2 separate regions of the Hordeum vulgare genome follow, and region 1 is linked to region 2. A link is a contact called in public Hi-C data. All regions are on one chromosome and are shown on one strand. Each heading gives the region's core, a stretch centred on a gene start, on an enhancer-like site or on the middle of the called end of the contact. The rest is flanking DNA. Distances are from core to core; before and after follow the strand shown. Region 1 has its middle 65 kb from the start of LOC123398938. Region 2 holds the start of LOC123398938 (abscisic acid 8'-hydroxylase 3).

Region 1 (5,281 bases), core at 225-2,724, 66 kb before region 2:
AACTCATTTTTGCCTACTGCCCAAGGGCCACCGGCAAAGAGCCGGTATCTATTCCTTTGATCCCAAAGCTTTCCACTAACACATTATCTCCCCGCGATAAAAAACAAAAGCCCTTTGAACTACCCCACGTCGGACGAAGTGCATCCGAGATGGTACTCACATGCAACACTCTACGAAACAGAACCTTGCACACGAGCCCGAAGCGTTTTCTTCACTTCCATTCACCTCTTCATCGATCACCAACTTCACTTCCATTTTGTGTCAATTCGAATCTTTTCATCATCTCTTCCACTGTCCCCTCCTTGCTTCCCAGGCACTTGTCTACTGGCGCTGCGAAGGGTGGGCAAATACATAAGGTCTCCCCTTGATCACCCTAAGCAGATCTACCTATCATGAGACCCTAACTTTGCGGCGCAGGAGATCGCAATCGCCCGCGTGCTGCCTTATCCGCTCAGAAACCCTAGAAAAAGCTTCGAGGAAAACGTTAGTTGCAGATACTCTTATTAAACAATGAACACCCTCTAAAGTAAGCACCACGCAGTGAAGTCGATCTGAACCAAAAATCTTAGCGGGATGAGTGCTGAGAGAGGCTCGCTAGGGCATGTACAATGGTTCTATCTTAAAAATGTCGAGGTGGAAGAGAGAGAAATCATAAGAAAAGATTTGTCTTCTCTTATTTAAGAGAAGATAAGAGACAATTTCTTAACATAATATGTCTCATCATGTTTTTAAAAATACATAGTTATTGCACATAAGCCTAAGAGATGACTCATTGTAGACATATTTTTTAATCATCTTTACGTTATACATAAAACTTAAGATAAGACTATCTTATCAACCACTGTACATGCCACAAACCAACCCGCGGTTAGATGGTTGGGAGGAGTGTGGTATCCTGTGTCCGCTAGAGTTTAAAATCCCAGATTTGACATTGATGATTGCATTTTCCTAGATTTATTTCAAGCCTTCCGGTGATGTGCGTTCAGTGGGAGGAGACGTTCACCTCGACTACGAAGGCGTCGATGATGTGCCAGCTCAGTCTTTCAAAGATGTTCATAGAGGTAGGATGCACCTGCGTGCATTCATAGAGGTGAGTGTATACTTGTGTACGTGAGCAATTTCGATTATACTCTTAAAAAACCATTGTACATGCCAACCATCCCGCGCGATTGCTATACCGATCAGCCGTACCAACTTGGATAAAAGTCGGTGCATGATTGATCACAAGCACGAACCGTAATCCGTCCGATCTCTATCGTGCCATTGGCAACTTGCATCGGGCCATATCACCTGACGAGCACAACCCGCGGGGAAAACAGCCATATTTTCGGAGCCCTATATGTGGCCTGACAGGCACGGCCTGCGCCACAGGAAGTAGGGAACACGTACGCTGACGGCGACGGGACAGGCCCGCCCGGCGTTCCGGCCACCGACACCGATCGGCGCGGTTCCCCTGGGCCAGCCCGTCCGCGGCGCTAGGCGACGCGACCCACGACCCGGTCGGTGGACCGTAGCGCCGCCGCCGCCGCTACGCTCCCCGCTCGGCCCCGCGCGGCATGCAAGTTGCACCCGGGATAACGCTCGTTTCTGTCGGCGCGCGATCGCCATGCATGCAGCGTCCGATGGCGACGCGCGCGCGGCTTCTGGCGTGGTCGCCGTCCTTCACGTGCTCAGGGCTGGTTTGGTTGGTCGCCGAACCGGCGGTGCCATGCCGTCCAGGGCGTCCGCCGGGGGCGCGCCGCGGCGTGTGGCTGCGCGAGACCCCACGCCGGCCGCGCAATCCGCGGACAATCAATACTGACGCGCACAGATCATTGGAAGCAAGGACAGCCGGTTCTAGAGCAGCCGAGCAGACTGAAACGGTCCGACCGGGCGGATCTCGGCGACAGCGACGGCGGCTGTGCACCGGCGGGGAAGGGAACCACTGATCAGGGCCGTCACTGCCATCGCGCTACAGGGTGGCCAGTACAAGCCTAATAACCGCCTGAAAGGGCCAGCACGGGCCGAGCTCGCGCTGAGGCGGCACGGCGGATCACGCCCCGTACCGCGTCCAAATCTCAGGTCCTGTGCACTGAGCCTTCCGGAGAAAGAGAGCACCGCTCATGTTCCGGTCAACAATGGGTTTGGTTTGGTTGCTTCCTTCTCCATCTCGGTCGACATGGAATACGTGTACGCATGGATCCGAGTCTCCGAGACCCATCTCGCTCAGTTCGTACTGCAAGTTCCAGAAATCACAAGGACGCGTCTCAAAGTCTTGAGGATGACTCGACCATAGCCTTCCGACGAGAATGATCTAGAATTCATCAACCGTACGATCGACTTTGCGCCTATAGTTGGATTTTTGCAAGCTGTGTTGCTCTGATTAACGCCACTGTGCAATCCCCTTCCCCACATCCTTCGCTTTTCACAATCAAAGCGAGCAGTTCCTTTCAACATTTTTGTGCTATTATGGAGCAATATATTTGGACCAACCAAACTTGCTTGCAGGTTTCATAACGAACAGCCTTGTTACTGGATAGACCAACATGCCGTTCTTCGGAATAAAAGAAAATCAGGAGCCATTTGTTCATGTGGTGATGCAGGAGACACGTACGAATGAACTGAAGAAACATGCAGGAATACAGAAAATGCAGGGCATGCTTTAATCTCTTCCCTACAGGATAGGAAGAAAACTACGTGCTGGCGCCACATACCAGTACCACAAGTTTAAGGGTAACAACGACCATCTCACGTCCTACGTAGCAAATTAAACAAATCTGTGAGTCAGCGAACTATGTTACCTAACTCTATGTTCTCTTGTCTCGAAGCAGTATGCATGGAACTAGGCAATTGGCCGGCCCAGCTTTTCGGTCAAATGTGCACGAGAAATCTGGAAACACCACACCTGCTCCTATTTGAATTCAATTCAATGCGCACAAGTTCAACAGAAGTATCTGGAATTAAACAGGTTCCATTTGACTTAAGAATCCCACTAGTACAAATGCCCGTGCGTTGCACCGAGCTAGAAAAAAGTGCAATACCTAATTGTTTTGTCATTATGCGGCATTAATTTTAATAAATGTCAATTATAATGTTAAATGTAATACATCTATTTTTGGACGGAATAAGTTTCTTTTAAAGTTTTGAAATATAGACGAAAGAAGTTTCTTTTAAAGTTTTAAAATATAATGTAATGCTTACATAAAAATTGTTTTAGAAACTGAAACAATGTTACCGGAAGTTTAATACAACAATATTTGACCTTTGAATTGCTAAGCTTAAAAAAGTGCTGCTCCGCAGAGGAAACCACGTCTATAGAAAGCCATTAAACACTAACAGTAGGAAAAAAAACTATTTCTACCCCAAGTTAAGCGCTATTAAACAAATGCACCATATTCTTGATTTAAAACAGTTGTAATATTCATCTAGTTCCTTTTCAGTTTCATAGATTAAAAAAATCCCAGGCCTGAAAGTAAGTTTTTTCCAGTTCAACACAACTTAAAATAATGGTCATGACTATGTACATGTTGTATCCTTTAGCATATTGTAGCTAGTAGGAATCGACTATGTACATATTGTAACCTTTAGCATATGGTAGCTAGTAGGAATCAACATCCGCTATAGTGTCAACTCTATCTTTTGTGAGAGCATTAAACTGTTATATCTACTCAAGTTAAATGGGACAAGAAACATGTGTAAGAGGCATTTCCAAAATAACCAATATATAGAAGGTATTAATTAATATTGCACAATAAGCTTTATTGTGGAAAGTAACATGCAAAATAATAGCATATTTGAAATCTTCATTTTTTTCTGAGCGATTTTCATATATAACATGTTAGATTTGAAGTTAGGATTTAAAAGATATGAATGTTTTAAAAGCATTTGAATTTACACAAAAAATGAAGCAATAGGAAAGGAAAAACAGGAAAGTAACATGCAAAATAATAGCATATTTGAAATCTTCACTTTTTTCTGTGCGATTTTTATATATAACATGTTAGATTTGGAGTTAGGATTTAAAAGATATGAATGTTTTAAAAGCATTTGAATTTACAAAAAAATGAAGCATAATAGCATATTTGAAATCTTCACTTTTTTCTGAGCGATTTTCATATATAACATGTTACTCCCTCCGTTCCTAAATATAAGTCTTTAAAGATATTTCACTAAGGGTCTACATACGGAGCAAGATGAGTGAATCTACACTCTAAAACATGTCTATATACATCCGTATGTAGTCCCCTAATAAAACCTCTAGAAAGACTTATATTTAGGAACAGAGGGAGTAGATTTGGAGTTAGGATTTAAAAGATATGAATGTTTTAAAAGCATTTGAATTTACACAAAAAATGAAGCAATAGGAAAGGAAAAACTGGAAAGTAACATGTAAAATAATAACATATTTGAAATCTTTACTTTTTTCTGTGCGATTTTTATATATAACATGTTAGATTTGGAATTAGGATTTAAAAGATATGAATGTTTTAAAAGTATTTGAATTTACAAAAAAAGTGAAGCAATAGGAAAGGAAAAACAGGCCAGCACTGGAGTCGAACCCAAGTCTCCTAGTTGTGTAGTAAGCCGTCAGTGCATCTGCCACTCGGCTAGGTACATGACTATGTTGAAACAGAGGTGGCACTGTATATATACTAGATTAAACGAACCGTTTTTCGTTTTTCTCCACTTAAAAAGGAAGTGCGGATTGAATACACAAAACGTCAGGGGTTTTTTTGAAAAACCGCCATGACTAACGGCAGAAGCGCTGCACGCTTTATTATTAGGGGAGATAACTTGGCTGCAATGCATCAGCTAATGGTAAACCTGAACTCTAAAGTCGGAAACGTTAGCAGTAAACCATAAACAGTTGCTTGGAAAAAAGAAGCTGCTAATGCTGGACATCTAGGCTCGGTGGAAGGAATGGAACGGGCTTAAAAGGGTAATTTATAACACACTAAATTTCATTTCAACACTAAATTATAGTTACAGTCTGAATCGAACTCAATATTTGATTTACATCTCATTGTATAGGACCACGTTAAAAAAGGGACCTCAATAGATCCTGAACGTTCGGATGCCAACAGTCGCGGGGCAGGTGGTGCCTCCACGTGAAAACATTGTTGGGGCAGCCGCATTGGTACTTTTTTTTTGCGGAGAGCGTTGGTACCTAGTTCCGATGCTCTTTTTTCTTTGCGACGAAAAATACTTTTATTCCAAGTTGATAGAGTTACAGTCAAGAGGCAACATATCCTCGATACATGGTGGTTCTAAATGCATCCACATAGCCGTGGTACACTCTACG
Region 2 (5,180 bases), core at 1,037-3,536:
CGCCGCCACGCCATCCTTGCTTGAACAGACTGATTTCCAAATCCATCCTCAACCATAGGACCGATGGTCTCATCTGGGAAAAGATCCAAAGAATTTTTATTCAGCGTCCCCATAGTCACCACTGAAGCCAAGACGATGAACATCTTAAAAACTAGACTACGAAAAGTAAAAAACGATCCACACATATGGATCCCACGAGCCCCCTCACAACCGACGACGACCAAGATCGTCGGCAGAGAAGAGCCGTCGAAAAGATGGCGCTGGAAGTTGGCCTCTCCTCGCAGCGGCTAGGGTTTCAGCCGTGAGGGACGAGGAAAACGATCTGTTACGACTAAGGCCGCATGCTGGTGTCTTTTGCTCGTCAATTTTATCAAGGTAGTACAAGTTATATGTCCTAAAAAGTACAGTAAACATTTAGAATACTTATTTAATTGTATGAATTTTTGGACATATAACTTGTATTTCATTGGTTGAATTGACAATGTAAAAATACGTGCACATCATATAAATCGGTACACGGGGAGTACAAGCTACGTTTTTGTTATAGATTTGCATTACAGTGCACTTTATATTTGCCTATTCACCAATTGGACTACATAAATCTCGTAACAGAGGATAATGTGCTCGGTAACTCATGAAAGGACAAATCACATAATGCTTAATTTGCACTCCTCCGTAAATTGGAATGCTTTGCACTCCAATTTAGCAAATATATCTACTCGCTCCGATCTAAAAATATTTAGAACAAAGTTGTGCTAACTCAACAATAATTAATACGGACCGAAGAAAATATTTCATTTTCAGTAATACTAATAGTACAAGCTAATACGGTTGTTTGATTTGATCTGTCCAAGATACTTTTAGCTACTGACCACAACTCAAGTTTGGTAAAATTACCACTTAATTTTACGTCAACTAATTAATACCCACATACTTGCCTCTTCGTTGTATGCTTATGGTTCAAGATTCACCCTATGCTTAGTGTTCAGTCTATTTTTCTCTTGGTGGTTTATGAGAGAGAGAGATATTTCAAGAGGGTCAATTTGATTTATATGTCAAATTTTACATTTGTTGGTATACTTCTCATGGACTATGTGCATTACCACATGGGACATGTGGTTAGCAAACTAAAAATTCACATGGACTATGTGCATTGCATGTGTACACTTGCTCCGAAGAATATGTTCTTAAGATGCTTGAGACAACCTTTTGATGTTCTACTTGCACAACTCCTATTCCTTGTTCCCAAGCTACCGTATTTGTATATGGATGACATGGAGCTTTGCGGTTATTGAACTGCGTTATGATGTGCTTATGGGAATACATGATGTACAGTTTTTCCTAAAAAGGTAGATAAATACTAAAATAGGAAAAAACAGGTTGGAAAAACACGGGCAGAATAGATAACATCTGTCTACAGTACATTCCAATTTCAAATAAAAATCACATGCAATGGAATTTTTACTAACACGGTGCAATGCAGATGCTTATATAAACGTACATACACTCATTCATATAAATGCACGCATTCATGGATTGAAGAAGCCACCACAAACGTCTCATGGTCGACGAGGAATCTCTCCTCGCACTGAGCGAACATTGTCGAAAAGTCTGAATTATATTAAAAAAAATGAGCATCAATGGCAAGTCTAAGATTTCAACCTTGATGGGTTGGTTCCATCACAAGGAACTAACCTTCTGAGCTACTTTCAATTCCCTATGCAATGGAGAATTTTCTCCTTCTGTATGTGAAGAAGTGCAAGATTGAAAAACACAAATTTCATGTGAAATTTCTACTCCCTACTTACATGTTTAGTCACCGTATACTCATCCTTTACATGTTAATCTTTTTAAAGATCGAAGGCACTTCGACACATGTTAAAGTGATGAGTCAAATGATGTGCGTGCGTGTCCCATGCTCACATTTTGATAGTAGTTGTTCCCTGATTACTCGTGTTTGCTAAAGTGCGAGCTTGGTCTAAAGGTCGCCGTTGGCTTGGGTAACATGTAGGTTTTTAAGCATGAACGGAGTGGAGGCAACCTGTTTTTCCTTTGCCGGTGCTGAACTTGCAATGCAACTTGACTTTGGGTTTCACCACATGAAAGCCGTGGTTCCCTTCTTGCGCTCGATATAATTTCGGCGATAATAAGAAGAAAACTTGTCCTCTTCACTTTGACATTTCACACCAAGAGTTGCCAGCCCAGCAGCCCAAGAGCCTCCAAATTGGCCTCTCGCTTTCCGGCCCCATCTATAAATACCGCGGCGAGGCCTTCCCACCCCCTCCACCATTCGAAAGATCCACCGAAGATTTTTCTCCTCACTCTCCTCGACCTCTCGATCTCCTCTGCCAGCAGCGCAGATTTGTAGACACAACACAAGCACACAGCAGCAAGCTCGGAGCACCTCGCTGGTCTGAGTGATCCTTCTCAAGGATCATTTGGATTGGATGGCCTTCTTCCTCCTCCTGTGCATCCTCGTCTCTGTGGCCATCGTGTCCTACGCCCACCACGCAATCCGGCGGAGGCGCCAGGGCTGCGCTCATGGCCGTCATGAGCAGGCCGCCCTCAAGCTGCCCCCCGGCTCCATGGGCCTGCCTTACGTCGGCGAGACCCTGCAGCTCTACTCCCAGGACCCCAGCGTCTTCCTCTCCTCCAAGCAGAAGCGGTACGGCGAGATCTTCAAGACGCACCTCCTGGGGTGCCCGTGCGTGATGCTGGCGAGCCCGGAGGCGGCGCGCTTCGTGCTGGTGTCGCGGGCCCACCTCTTCAAGCCGACGTACCCGCGGAGCAAGGAGCGCCTCATCGGCCCGTCGGCGCTCTTCTTCCACCAGGGCGACTACCACCTCCGCCTCCGCCGGCTCGTCCAGGGCCCGCTCGGCCCCGAGGCCCTGCGCAAGCTCGTGCCGGACATCGAGGCCGCCGTTCGCTCCACGCTCGCCGCCTGGGCGGACGGCGACGTCGCCAGCACTTTCCACGCCATGAAGAGGGTAAGCTATAGCAGCTAGCTGCGCTGCGCGCGTGTAGTTGTTGTCTTGGAGTGTTGGATGTTAATCGGTGCCTGCTTTTTTCGTCAGCTCTCGTTCGACGTCGGCATCGTGACGATCTTCGGCGGGCGGCTGGACGAGCGGCGGAAGGAGGAGCTCAGGCGGAACTACGCCGTCGTGGAGAAAGGCTACAACTCCTTCCCCAACAGCTTCCCCGGGACGCTATACTACAAGGCGATCCAGGTAAGCAACCGATGAAAACCGTGCGCCTTCGTCACGTTCGTCGTGTATAGTATTAGTAGCACGTCTTTATATCGGCGGCAACAATATGACATAAATGCCGTTGTGACGCAAACCGCATGCTGCATGCAGGCGAGGCGGCGGCTGAACGGCGTGCTGAGCGACGTCGTGCACGAGCGTAGGGAGCGGGGCGAGCACGGCGACGACCTCCTCGGCTGCCTCATGCGGTCGCGGGCCGGCGGCGACGACGCCGACGACGAGGGCGCGCTGCTGACGGACGAGCAGGTCGCCGACAACGTCATCGGCGTGCTGTTCGCGGCGCAGGACACGACGGCCAGCGTGCTCACCTGGATCGTCAAGTACCTCCACGACCGCCCGAAGCTGCTCGAGGCCGTCAGGGCGGAGCACGCGGCGATCCACGAGGCCAACGACGGCGGGAGGCGGCCGCTGACATGGGCGCAGACGAGGAGCATGACGCTGACGCACAGGGTGCGTGCCATATACTACCAGTACTTACTTCAAAGCTTACAGTTACATGTTTTCTTGTGCCGTGTGTGGTTGCTGATGTTGCCCGTCGTACGTGCGTACGCACGCGCAGGTGATTTTGGAGAGCCTAAGGATGGCCAGCATCATCTCCTTCACGTTCAGGGAGGCCGTGGCCGACGTGGAGTACAAAGGTACGTACGCCTAGGCAAGATCACGTGCACGTACATCAGCTAGCCTGCAGGGTCGACGTGGCGCTGCGTAGACGTGGCGTTACCGTGCATGGGACTTAATTCCGGACGGTGCGGCGATGATGAGGATGATGCGACCTGACGTGAAATTTTGCCTGGCGTGCAGGGTTTCTTATCCCCAAGGGGTGGAAGGTGATGCCGCTCTTCAGGAACATCCATCACAGCCCGGACTACTTCCAGGATCCACACAAGTTCGACCCTTCGCGATTCAAGGTACGTACGCGTCTCCCTCGCCGGAGTGCAATGCAATCGTGATGTGGATGCGTGCGCCTGGCCGAACTGAAAATCGTGGCCTTCAAAAAAGGAGCAACTGAAAAATTGTTCCTTTCGATGCAATAAATTGTGCGCCCTTCATCGGTCAATACCGTCCACTCATGAGTACGGGCAGCGATAACCTGCTGAATACGGTGCCAAACACTCTTACTAGTTGAACACGATTAAATCATGATGCATGCATGCATGCATGCCTGCCCTATCTAGAATACTTGAGCCCGGCTTTGTTTCCCAGATTAGTAAAACGGCCAGCTTTTTACGGGATCTCATCTCGTTTTCTTCTGGTTGTGCAGGTGGCGCCGCGGCCGAACACCTTCACGCCGTTCGGGAGCGGGGTGCACGCGTGCCCGGGGAACGAGCTGGCCAAGCTCGAGATGCTGGTGCTCATCCACCACCTGGTCACCGGCTACAGGTGCGTGCCGGGCTCCCTCTCCACACAGATCCTCGCCGTATCCCCGTCTTTGGCCGTGGGGACAGGGAACGTCCCATGGCTATGGCTGGTGCAGTGGCGCCAATTCGCTGGGCCACCCTCCCAGTTCCACGGCACGCATGCTCCAACCATGCACCCATCGTGTCGTACGTGCTCATGGGTGGTCCTCTGGAATTGGCTGCTGCCCGCCCTGCCTCGCACGTAGAGTAGAGGCGCCTGCATATGAGCTGTGCTACCGCTGATCACTCGATCGCTGCCATGGAGACAGCTGTGGAGCTGTACTACGTGTGCTAGATTTAGGTGGGGATCGATGGGGGTGATGATTGACGACGTGTGTTGTTGGTGCTTTGGTTTTTGCAGGTGGGAGGTTGTTGGATCGAGCGACGACGTCGAGTACAGCCCATTCCCCGTTCCCCGCCATGGCCTGCTCGCCAGGGTACGGCGAGATGACGGCGTCTGCGCGGGTAGGAAGGGGTGCCCGACTGATGAAGATGACAACTACGACGACGACGAAGTGAT

Evidence for each region. Hi-C and Micro-C count contacts between places; a contact is called where the count stands out from the background.
Region 1: a Hi-C map of leaf shows a contact between it and region 2, with 5 times the contacts expected there. The contact joins the enhancer-like site here to the promoter of LOC123398938 in region 2. A contact is called at or near these places in 2 of 6 Hi-C or Micro-C datasets (leaf and seedling).

What each region holds. Positions count from the first base shown.
Region 1 is chr5H:460,029,899-460,035,179 of MorexV3_pseudomolecules_assembly, reverse strand. No RefSeq gene overlaps it. Among protein-coding and RNA genes, the nearest start is that of LOC123398938, 65 kb to the right of the region's middle. Within about 2 kb of position 1,474, at least 2 of the 3 cell types and tissues checked have open chromatin away from gene starts, as enhancers often do. A contact at or near this core is called in leaf and seedling, where this site is marked.
Region 2 is chr5H:459,965,144-459,970,323 of MorexV3_pseudomolecules_assembly, reverse strand. It overlaps LOC123398938 (abscisic acid 8'-hydroxylase 3), which reads left to right and starts at 2,286. Exons shown (of 7, transcript XM_045093381.1): 1 at 2,286-2,987; 2 at 3,075-3,227; 3 at 3,357-3,713; 4 at 3,823-3,901; 5 at 4,065-4,171; 6 at 4,525-4,643; 7 at 5,022-5,180. The coding sequence starts at 2,448.